Regions from separate parts of the Zea mays genome. Here all the other regions are linked to region 1. The links are chromatin contacts, called in public Hi-C maps. All regions are on one chromosome and are shown on one strand. Each heading gives the region's core, a stretch centred on a gene start, on an enhancer-like site or on the middle of the called end of the contact. The rest is flanking DNA. Distances are from core to core; before and after follow the strand shown.

Region 1 (2,942 bases), core at 103-2,602:
CAGATTTTAGTTTATGGACAAACACGACACGACCCGACCTGCTATATATTTATGTCGTGGCTCGACCTATTAAATTGGTACGGTGTATGAGTGGCTCGGCACGCCAAGTGCCCAAGTCGCCAACGGTGGGGCTGCGCGCCTGCGGAACAGAGAACAGCGCGGCGCTGCAGGAAGCCCACGTGTCGAGCCTGCGACAGCGACGTTGCGAGGTTGTGGTCCCTCGCATGGCATCGATGGCTGAGTCGTCAGTCACTCGTGGCTGGCTGGCGAACCCGGACGCAGGTAGTCATGGAGGCGATCACCATTCTAGCTTGATGCTGCTGCGCGCCTGCGCCCCTGCTACTGCCGGCTCGCTCGTGCGCTCCTTGTTGCAGGCCTTGCTTGTTTTGCTTGCTGCCAATACGTACTACTCCCCAGTAAAAAGAAGACAGCAGGCCCAGTCAGGATCGGGACTTGGGCAAGGCGTCAGGCTCTCCAGTCTCCACACCTCCACTTTTACGTTGGAATCAAATCTTTGGTTCAGTAATTGTAACATGATAGGTAAGAAAATATTAAATCATGTCTGAAACTTTAACTGTAATTATATACTACATTAAGGGGGTGTTTGGTTACACCCCGCTAAAATTTAGCCCTTGTCCCATCGAATGTTTGAACCTCCGTTCCGGGTATTAAATGTAGTCAGATTATAAAACTAATTTGTCAGCCGAAGATTAAAAGACGAGACGAATCTAGTCCAGTTGGTTGGTTCTATATTTCATACTCCTATTTAAAAGTCAAATGTTTGATGTGACCCGGGCTAAACTTTAGCAGGAGCAACCAAACACCCCTTAAAAATAAATATTAACCTATTCAAATTTATTATCGTTGTGAATCATTACCGTTGTAGTTTACGTTACCGTCCATGAACTAAACAACAACTTTTGAGTTTTGGTGGTGGCTTGAAGCAAGTGGTGGAGAAGATAAATTTTTAGTTGTCGTAGTACAAGAGTATTTTAAAAAAGCTGAATATATTTGTAGGACTGAAGTAAATACGAACAGGAATATATACAGCTTGTCAACCTTACTTTGACTGTTAAATTCGTACCAAACTCGTTGCATCTCAGAACAGGAGCCCAAGCTGCATGCCTGCATGGAATTGCCATGCGTCCCTTGGTCTCCTTTTTCCATTCTGTTCTGAAACACAAACACTACATACCCTCTCTGATTTTTCTTGGGAACTGTTTGGTTTCAATTCTAGGAAAAGACCACCTTAAATTATACGAAAAATATTTTTTTAGAAAAAAGTATTAGTACTAGCACGAGATTTTAGGGGTTTCGTATTTTATTTTTTTTAAAACAAAGAGAAAAAGACTGGAGGTGGGGATGCTCGGTGTTGACTGTTGCGGGCGCACCTACCGGATCCCCCACCCACCCGGCCACCCCTGCGTGCTGCCGCGCTTCTCTCGGAGCCTTGCCTCCTGCCTCGCACCTTCACGAGCTCACTCCTGCTGCTCCATTCCACAATCCACACTCCCCCGCGCTGGACTGGAGTCGAGTTGAGCGCACGCTCTCGCACTCCCATATTCCCACCGACCATATCGCTCTTGCTTCGCTAAGCATCCTAGATCTCCATTCGCGCCCATGGGGTGCTTCCAGTCCAAGGTGGCGGGGCCCCTGCCGCCCAACGACGCCGCCGCGCTCCCCGCCGACAAGCCTGCAGATCCCGGTAACCGTCACGCCCCCTCCCCCGCTGCCGCTTAAACCCTAACGCCCGGCCACCGAATCCATCTAACCGGCACGCGCTCGCGTCTGCTTTGCTGTGTCCAATCGAATGGCAGAGGCGGCGAACGGCGCCGCCGACGGGGGAGGCGACGGCGACGACAAGGAGGCCGTGAAGCGCGCGGTGCCGGTGTTCAGGGAGTTCGCGCTGGCCGAGCTGCGCGCCGCCACCAAGGGCTTCAGCGCCGACCTCATCGTCTCGGAGAGCGGCGAGAAGGCGCCCAACGCCGTCTACCGCGGCCGCCTCGATGGCGGACGGCTCATCGCCGTCAAACGCTTCTCGCGCCTCTCTTGGCCTGACCCGCAGCAGTTCCTCGTATGGATTTGTGTTGCTTCAATGCTCGCTACGTGTGATTTCCTCCCGGCACGGATCTCGCAATGTGATGCAGTGCTGCTGCTGCTGCTGCAGGCGGATGCGGTGGGCGTGGGGAAGGTGCGGCACAAGCGCCTCGTCAACCTCATTGGCTGCTGCGCCGAGGGTGACGAGAGGCTGCTCGTCGCTGAGTACATGCCCAACGACACCCTGTCGAAGCATCTCTTCCACTGTACGTGCTCGGTGCTCTCCGGGTCTCCCCCAGTCCTTCCCTATCCACCTGCCAGGACTACTCCAGCCTTTTTCTGTCGTCTATGGTGACGTACTCGATGATGATCCTCGTGGGCGGATCACACCAACCGTGAATCTCAATCTCCTCTGCATTAACACAATGACTTAATGCACTTTGTGTCCTTCACCATTGCTGCATTTGACCTATGCAGATCATGCAAAAGTCTGGTTCGCCCGGACTAGGTGCGTGCGTCCTGTCCACCTTGTCTCCCTTCATTGACTCTGTTGTGCACTGCCTTTTTGTTCAGGGGATAAACAGCCTTTACCATGGGAAATGAGGCTGAGGGTTGCATATTTTATTGCACAAGCTCTCGACCATTGCAATTTGGAGAACAGGAAAATCTATCATGATTTGAATGCTTATAGAGTACTTTTTGATGAGGTACACAACAAGTTTGTTGACAGCTTCTAGTTTTTACTGCACATATATATATTTTTTAAAATTCTGGCTCTTTCATTGTAACTACATTTTCTTCATCTGTGAAAACCATTTTTTAATCTTTAAAGTTTACTTTGGAAAATTTTACTGTCATCTGTAGTTGCCTATGTGGTTTTTTACCTGTTGTAATTGATTATTGTA
Region 2 (2,939 bases), core at 96-2,595, 260 kb after region 1:
TCAGTTAGTTCACTACTGTTCCGGCTCACATTGTTATCATATCCACATGTAATGCCCCCCGGTCGAGTATATAAGGCCTAGGGGCACCCCTTCAAGAGGATCGATCGAGAGAGACAGCATTCATCACTTAGCCATCCACACCGCTCTCTACGTTTTCCAGCACTAGAGAGCTCCCTTGTAACCCATCACATAAAGCATTCCAGCTAGGATGTAGGGTGTTACACATCTCAAGGCGGCCCGAACCTGTACATCATTGTCTGCTAATTCTCGTGCGCCTAGCACGAACCATCGAGCTACAGTCGATAACACCGCCCTACTCCTAAAAAGCACCTTGGGGGTAACCTCGGGTGAGCGGTCGGACCCGAAACACCGACAAATACCTTCGGCTTGACAGAAGGTAAAAGTCCAAGCGTGACACACGAGAGAATACAAGCCAGCGTGAACAGTACATGGGGTACTGTTCATCTATTTATAGGCACGGGACGCAGTCCGGTCAAAATTACATTTATGTCCTTTACAACTAGTTAATCATGACACAAATTATCATGAGCCGATCGGTCTTTTCATCTTTAAGTCGGTGCAACCCTTCGTCTCAAGGCGTGTCGCTATGCTGAAGCTCCCTGGATGGTAGCTTCGGTGTTACTTCTGTGCTGATCTTCTGAAGGTGTTTCTTCTTACAGGACCTTCGGCGACGAAGCAGACCCCCAATAGGGTAGTGGATGGAGAGTTGTTTCCATAATTTAAAAAATGTTTGCCGAGTATTTTTTGCCGAATGTAAAATGACATTTGTCGAGTGTCTTGGACACTTGATAAAGAACGTGATTCTGGTAGTGTAGCACCGATTGTTAGCGTGTGGAGAATAAGTAACAATAGACCAACTTATACCCGGCCCCTTCGTTTTCAACCGTGGTTCGACCACTCTTCCTGGCGTCGTGGCGCAGAGGAGAGGCCCCTTTTGTTCGCCTTCTCTAGTATTTTTGCACGCAACGCTCGTTACACACAACAGAGTACATTTTATTTCTAGAATATTAGTGATCACCTTGTAGTGTGCATAATAAGCCTTGTTAGAAAGCTACATAACCATGTGTGCCTTTTTTCCTCCTCCTGTGTTTCATGTTTGAATCTATGAACTACCACCTTGGTAATAAAGCACTAGCATTTGGTCAAAGACTCAAGAGAGAGGTGTAGATGCATGGTTGAGCACCAACTACTATCCTGACAGTGACAAAGCAGTGATGATAAGATGGGGACAGTTTTTTTTTCTGCTCTTGGCTGAATCCCGGCCCTTTGGTTGGCGTCTGGTGGAGTGGAGAATGGCGCAGCCGAGAAGTACATCTCTGGGTCCCGTATGGGCCAGGGAGGGTACGCTCTCGATCGTCTCGTGCTCTCTGGAGCAAGAAGTGAAAAAGGATGGCGGTAGCTCTTGTTAAAGTGCATGCTAGCCAGGAAGAAAGTGATGCATGACAGATCGTTTCACAAAAGGACAAAGCACGACCAGGTACATCACTCTAGAGTATATGGCCAAAAAGATGTTTTCGTCAAAAAAAGTATAGTCGTCGTCACACATCACTGTCCGATACAAGCACTCGATGGCATCACTTGCTTCTTCGCGTGCACGATCGACGAGCTAATATAATGCTCACTTAGGTATGTTAATCTCGATCGAGCAAATTAAAAAGGAATTATATATATATTGTGCAGTTAACAGGAACTTGTGAACAAAATTTGCCGCTAACTGTCTTTGCTGGCTAGCTAATTACTAATATGCATGCCCAGTTAAGAGCTGGTGTAACTAACTTGAAGTACGTTGTAGTGTTTTCAGAGAATCAGTTGGTGTGTGCAAGTGCAACCAACCTCAAAGTTCTTGTCGTTATTTAGATGCACGCAGCACGCATGCATGCATGGATATAGATTGCCGGTTACTCCTGCGCTTCTTTCAAACCAGCTAGCTAGCTAGGTTGTCGGCACGGCAAGTTTCATGCGAAGATTCAGCTCATACGGTTGATCGAGTTGGACAGAAACGAACGTCTGGATTTGCACGCCTGAGTTAACAAATAAATAAAGCTGTTTGAAAGCTGACGTGCTGCGTACGGCTAATTAATTAACAACCTTTGCATGTGTGCATGTAGTTTTGGCGTATTTTTATTCGTTTCTGTTGGACTTGTGTAGGTATTATTAGCAGTTTAAGAATCAAACGTGTGAGTAGGATTATATCACATGCGTTTTCATGTCCTCATACGCGCAATGGCTTGTCAAGAATGGCACTTGATCACCTTTGCACACAACAAAATCTATTGAACCTACGTCGGTTTTTGGCTATCTACAACATAAATGAAGTTTCGTATAGATAGACTTATTTACGTTGGCTAGCTGTTACAAATGAATAACTAATGACGCCGGTCGCAGGTAGTCGACACAAATAAACTAATTTATGCATGATGGCTACATAAAAACAGTCATAGATAACTATTTAATGTACGATAGCTAGGAAAAAGATCGTAAATAAAAGGCTTATTTACAACGGTTTTTCTTCCTTCAAATCTCGTAGATAAACTTCTTAGTTATGATGACTTTTAGAAAACCGTTGTAAATAACACAGACTTATTTACGACATCATCATCATCAAACCGACGTAAATAATCTAATCTTGTTTACGACGGTTTTAGTAGCTGATGTAAATAAGTTAATCACATGCACACATAATTTTTATTTTTCTATTTAATTTAGAATACAATGTATACCATAAGAATAACTAACCTCCCACAATGCAATATATATCAAAAATTTCTCACAATGTATCACAAAATCTTAGGTCTATATTCAAAGGGCATAATTGTGCCAAATACATAGTCATACAATAGCAAGTCCATGGTGTGTTACCACACCCATACAACACCGAGTTAATACAATACCAAATCCATAACTACCAAGTCTCATGC
Region 3 (2,963 bases), core at 145-2,644, 300 kb after region 1:
TTGGTGCAGGCATTGAAATGCCAGCTCGCGTGAATCTCATGGTTCCTCTTTTTGCCTTTTTCTGGTAATTAATGTATGTATGCATGTACGTACTGTGCATGGAAAAACGAACTGTCTGAGGGATATACTAGTCCAAAATGAGCTCTAAATGCTTCAACATCAAGTTTTTTGCATTCAAAGTAAAAAACCCTTAAACATCAAGTATTTGAAGATTGGAGGGAGTAGTTAGTAAGATACGGTGCGACCAGATTTTTTTGTTGTATTTTAGTTATTTTTCCGAACAATTTTCACGTTTAGACCTATAGAGTACTTAATGTTGTTTTATGATTTTTTTTAGCGTCATAGATCATAGCGCCGAGATAACACTTATCGGCGTCATGACCTATAGCACCGGTCACCGCAGGCACAGGTGGGCTGGCGTGGCAGCAGACGTAACTCTTTTTGTTGAAAAAAAAGCTAAAATAAAAAGGAAATAAGTTAAAATACAAAAACGTGCCATGACCCGTCTGGAATAAGTTAAGTCGATCAGCCACCTGTCTGAACATGAGCTGTAAAAACCAAGAGAAAACAGGCGAGAGTAATAAGAATTAAAAAAAACTGGGCGGTGAAGAAAACTCATCCCATCCTCGGGCTCATCTCCAAATCCAGCAACGACGGGCTAAGCACGGATCTACTACTAGCTAGCATCTACCTCATGGATGATATGGACAAACCAAAAAAGTTTATATGAACAGACAAATTCGCGCTTTTGGGCCAGGCGGCACAACAATCCGGAGAGCGCGCGCGCGCGCGCAGCAAAAGCGGAGAAGGGCCCCCGATCTGAAGCCGATCCCGGAACGGTATAAACGGCCGCCTCTACTAGATTAGTAGGATCAGACACAGTACGTAGATGGAAACTACGTGCAGGTGCAGGTGCAGGACAGACAACACGCATGCTTTGCTTTGCTTTGCTTTGTGTGGGCTCCTCCAGCCCTCCTTAGCTAGCTGTCGATTCGCAAGCACGACTACCTGAACGAAACACGGACGACCATGTGGCTAGCATGTACCTGTACCCACTGACGAATGGACTGAGCTGAGCGCACGCACGCACCGTACCACACGAGAGGGGCTTGACACGCGTTGCGCGCTCTTTTGGTTAGCAGCCAGTCATCGCAAGGCGGCCAGCGGTTTTGGCGAGCTGCGTGTGTGTGTGTCCAGTGACAAGGTTTCACGCGGCGGCTGGGTGGTGGTGGACTGGTGGTGGTGGCGCGAGAGGTAGGCTTTGGAATTGCTTCGCGCGGACGACCGCCGACCTCGCCCTCGCTTTCCCTAGTTCCCAGTTTAGACTAGTAGTTTGTAGTTTCCGTGTCCGTTTCCCCTGTCCGCGTCCGTGTCTATATAAACGGCATCGCCCCGCGGCTTCTCACACCCTCTCCTCCTCCTCCCTCCTGCCGCTGCTCTCTCTCTCTCCGTTCCTGATCGGCAAGGCAACTTATTGAAGCAGCCTCTCTCCCTCGACGGCTGGACCTCAACAATTGTTTGTTCTTGAGGCCCGCCAGACCTTAATAATCTTGCTGGCTGGCTGGCTGGTAACTTACTAATCTAGCTAGCTATAGGCGGCTCTGACCCTCTGATAATGGTCTTGGACTCCATCGGCTTCTTCTTCGTCGTCGTCATAGTCATCCCCCGCGCGCTGCTTAGGAAGAGCTTCTATTTCTGGATCTTCCACGTCTTCAACAGATATCCCCTCCTCAACCTCCTCCTCTTCCATTGCCAGCCGCGCACTGATCTATCTACTAACCGCCGCTCTAGCTAGCACACAGCCTACACATACGCATCTGCTGCCTGAAATATTTGCTTGGCAGAGTTGACATTTACATTCGATCTCTCGGTTACTAGTGTAGTAGTAGTGTTGGATCGGCAGCATTTATTTGCTTCCCCCTGCCGCTGCCGGCCATGGGCACCATGACCCTGCCGCCCGGGTTCCGCTTCCACCCCACCGACGACGAGCTGGTGAGCTACTACCTCAAGAGGAAGGTGGACAACCTCAAGATCGAGCTCGAGGTCATCCCCGTCGTCGACCTCTACAAGTCCGAGCCATGGGAACTACCAGGTGTGTGTGTACTTGCTACTAGCTGTATACCCTATATATCCTGTCGTTCTTCTCTCCCGGCCCGGGCATCTCGCTCTCTCCCCTTTTTCTCCCTAGCTAGCTAGGCTAGGCCGGTCGCAGATAACAGCATATATAGGCTTTTCAACAACAACAACAAAAAAGAAACATGGTGCTCAGAACAGAGAATCACTGTATTATTTCCGTACGTAACTGGTTAATTAATTGTTGCAGACAAGTCGTTCCTGCCGAAGCGCGACCTGGAGTGGTTCTTCTTCTGCCCCCGCGATCGCAAGTACCCCAACGGGTCGCGCACCAACCGCGCCACGGCGACGGGCTACTGGAAGGCGACGGGCAAGGACCGGCGCGTGGCGTGCGACGGCGGCGTCTACGGCCTCCGCAAGACGCTCGTCTTCTACCGCGGCCGCGCGCCAGGCGGCGAGCGCACCGACTGGGTCATGCACGAGTACCGCCTCTGCCAGGACCTCGTCCACGGCGCGTGCAACTTCATCGTACGCGCTGCGTCCCCTTCAACTCGTCCCATCATTCTATTCTCTTCTCTTCTGCTCATCGCTCAGCTAATTAGCTAAACTGACCGCCGGCTGCTCACGTACGTACGTGTGTGCAGGGCGCCTACGCGCTGTGCCGCGTGATCAAGCGGCACGAGGCCGGGCTGCTGCTGCCGCCGCCTGCGAGCAGGGCCAAAGCGGCCGGCAGCGCGAGAGGGCACATGATGAGCGAGGTCTCCAGCGGCGAGCAGCTAAGCGCGTCGTCGTCGCCGTCGCCGTTCACGCCCGCCAACTCCAGCCCCACTCGTCCCACGCTGGACGCGGCGGGAGCTGTAACGTGCGCCATGGCTCCTGAACCCGGCAAC

What was found. Hi-C and Micro-C count contacts between places; a contact is called where the count stands out from the background.
Region 2: a contact with region 1 is called in a Hi-C map of endosperm, with 6 times the contacts expected there. The contact joins the enhancer-like site here to the promoter of LOC103637689 in region 1. A contact is called at or near these places in 5 of 25 Hi-C or Micro-C datasets (endosperm, leaf and tassel).
Region 3: a contact with region 1 is called in a Hi-C map of leaf, with 8 times the contacts expected there. The contact joins the promoter of LOC103637691 here to the promoter of LOC103637689 in region 1. A contact is called at or near these places in 5 of 25 Hi-C or Micro-C datasets (bundle sheath, ear, endosperm and 2 more).

Annotation. Positions count from the first base shown.
Region 1 is chr1:99,198,299-99,201,240 of Zm-B73-REFERENCE-NAM-5.0, forward strand. LOC103637689 (serine/threonine-protein kinase BSK2) reads left to right here and starts at 1,353. Exons shown (of 10, transcript XM_008660327.3): 1 at 1,353-1,705; 2 at 1,818-2,074; 3 at 2,168-2,303; 4 at 2,611-2,744. The coding sequence starts at 1,621.
Region 2 is chr1:99,457,521-99,460,459 of Zm-B73-REFERENCE-NAM-5.0, forward strand. No RefSeq gene overlaps it. Among protein-coding and RNA genes, the nearest start is that of LOC103637691, 41 kb to the right of the region's middle. Within about 2 kb of position 1,346, at least 15 of the 20 cell types and tissues checked have an H3K27ac peak or open chromatin away from gene starts, as enhancers often do. A contact at or near this core is called in endosperm, leaf and tassel, where this site is marked.
Region 3 is chr1:99,498,649-99,501,611 of Zm-B73-REFERENCE-NAM-5.0, forward strand. It overlaps LOC103637691 (NAC domain-containing protein 86), which reads left to right and starts at 1,395. Exons shown (of 5, transcript XM_008660334.4): 1 at 1,395-2,092; 2 at 2,324-2,601; 3 at 2,718-2,963. The coding sequence starts at 1,936.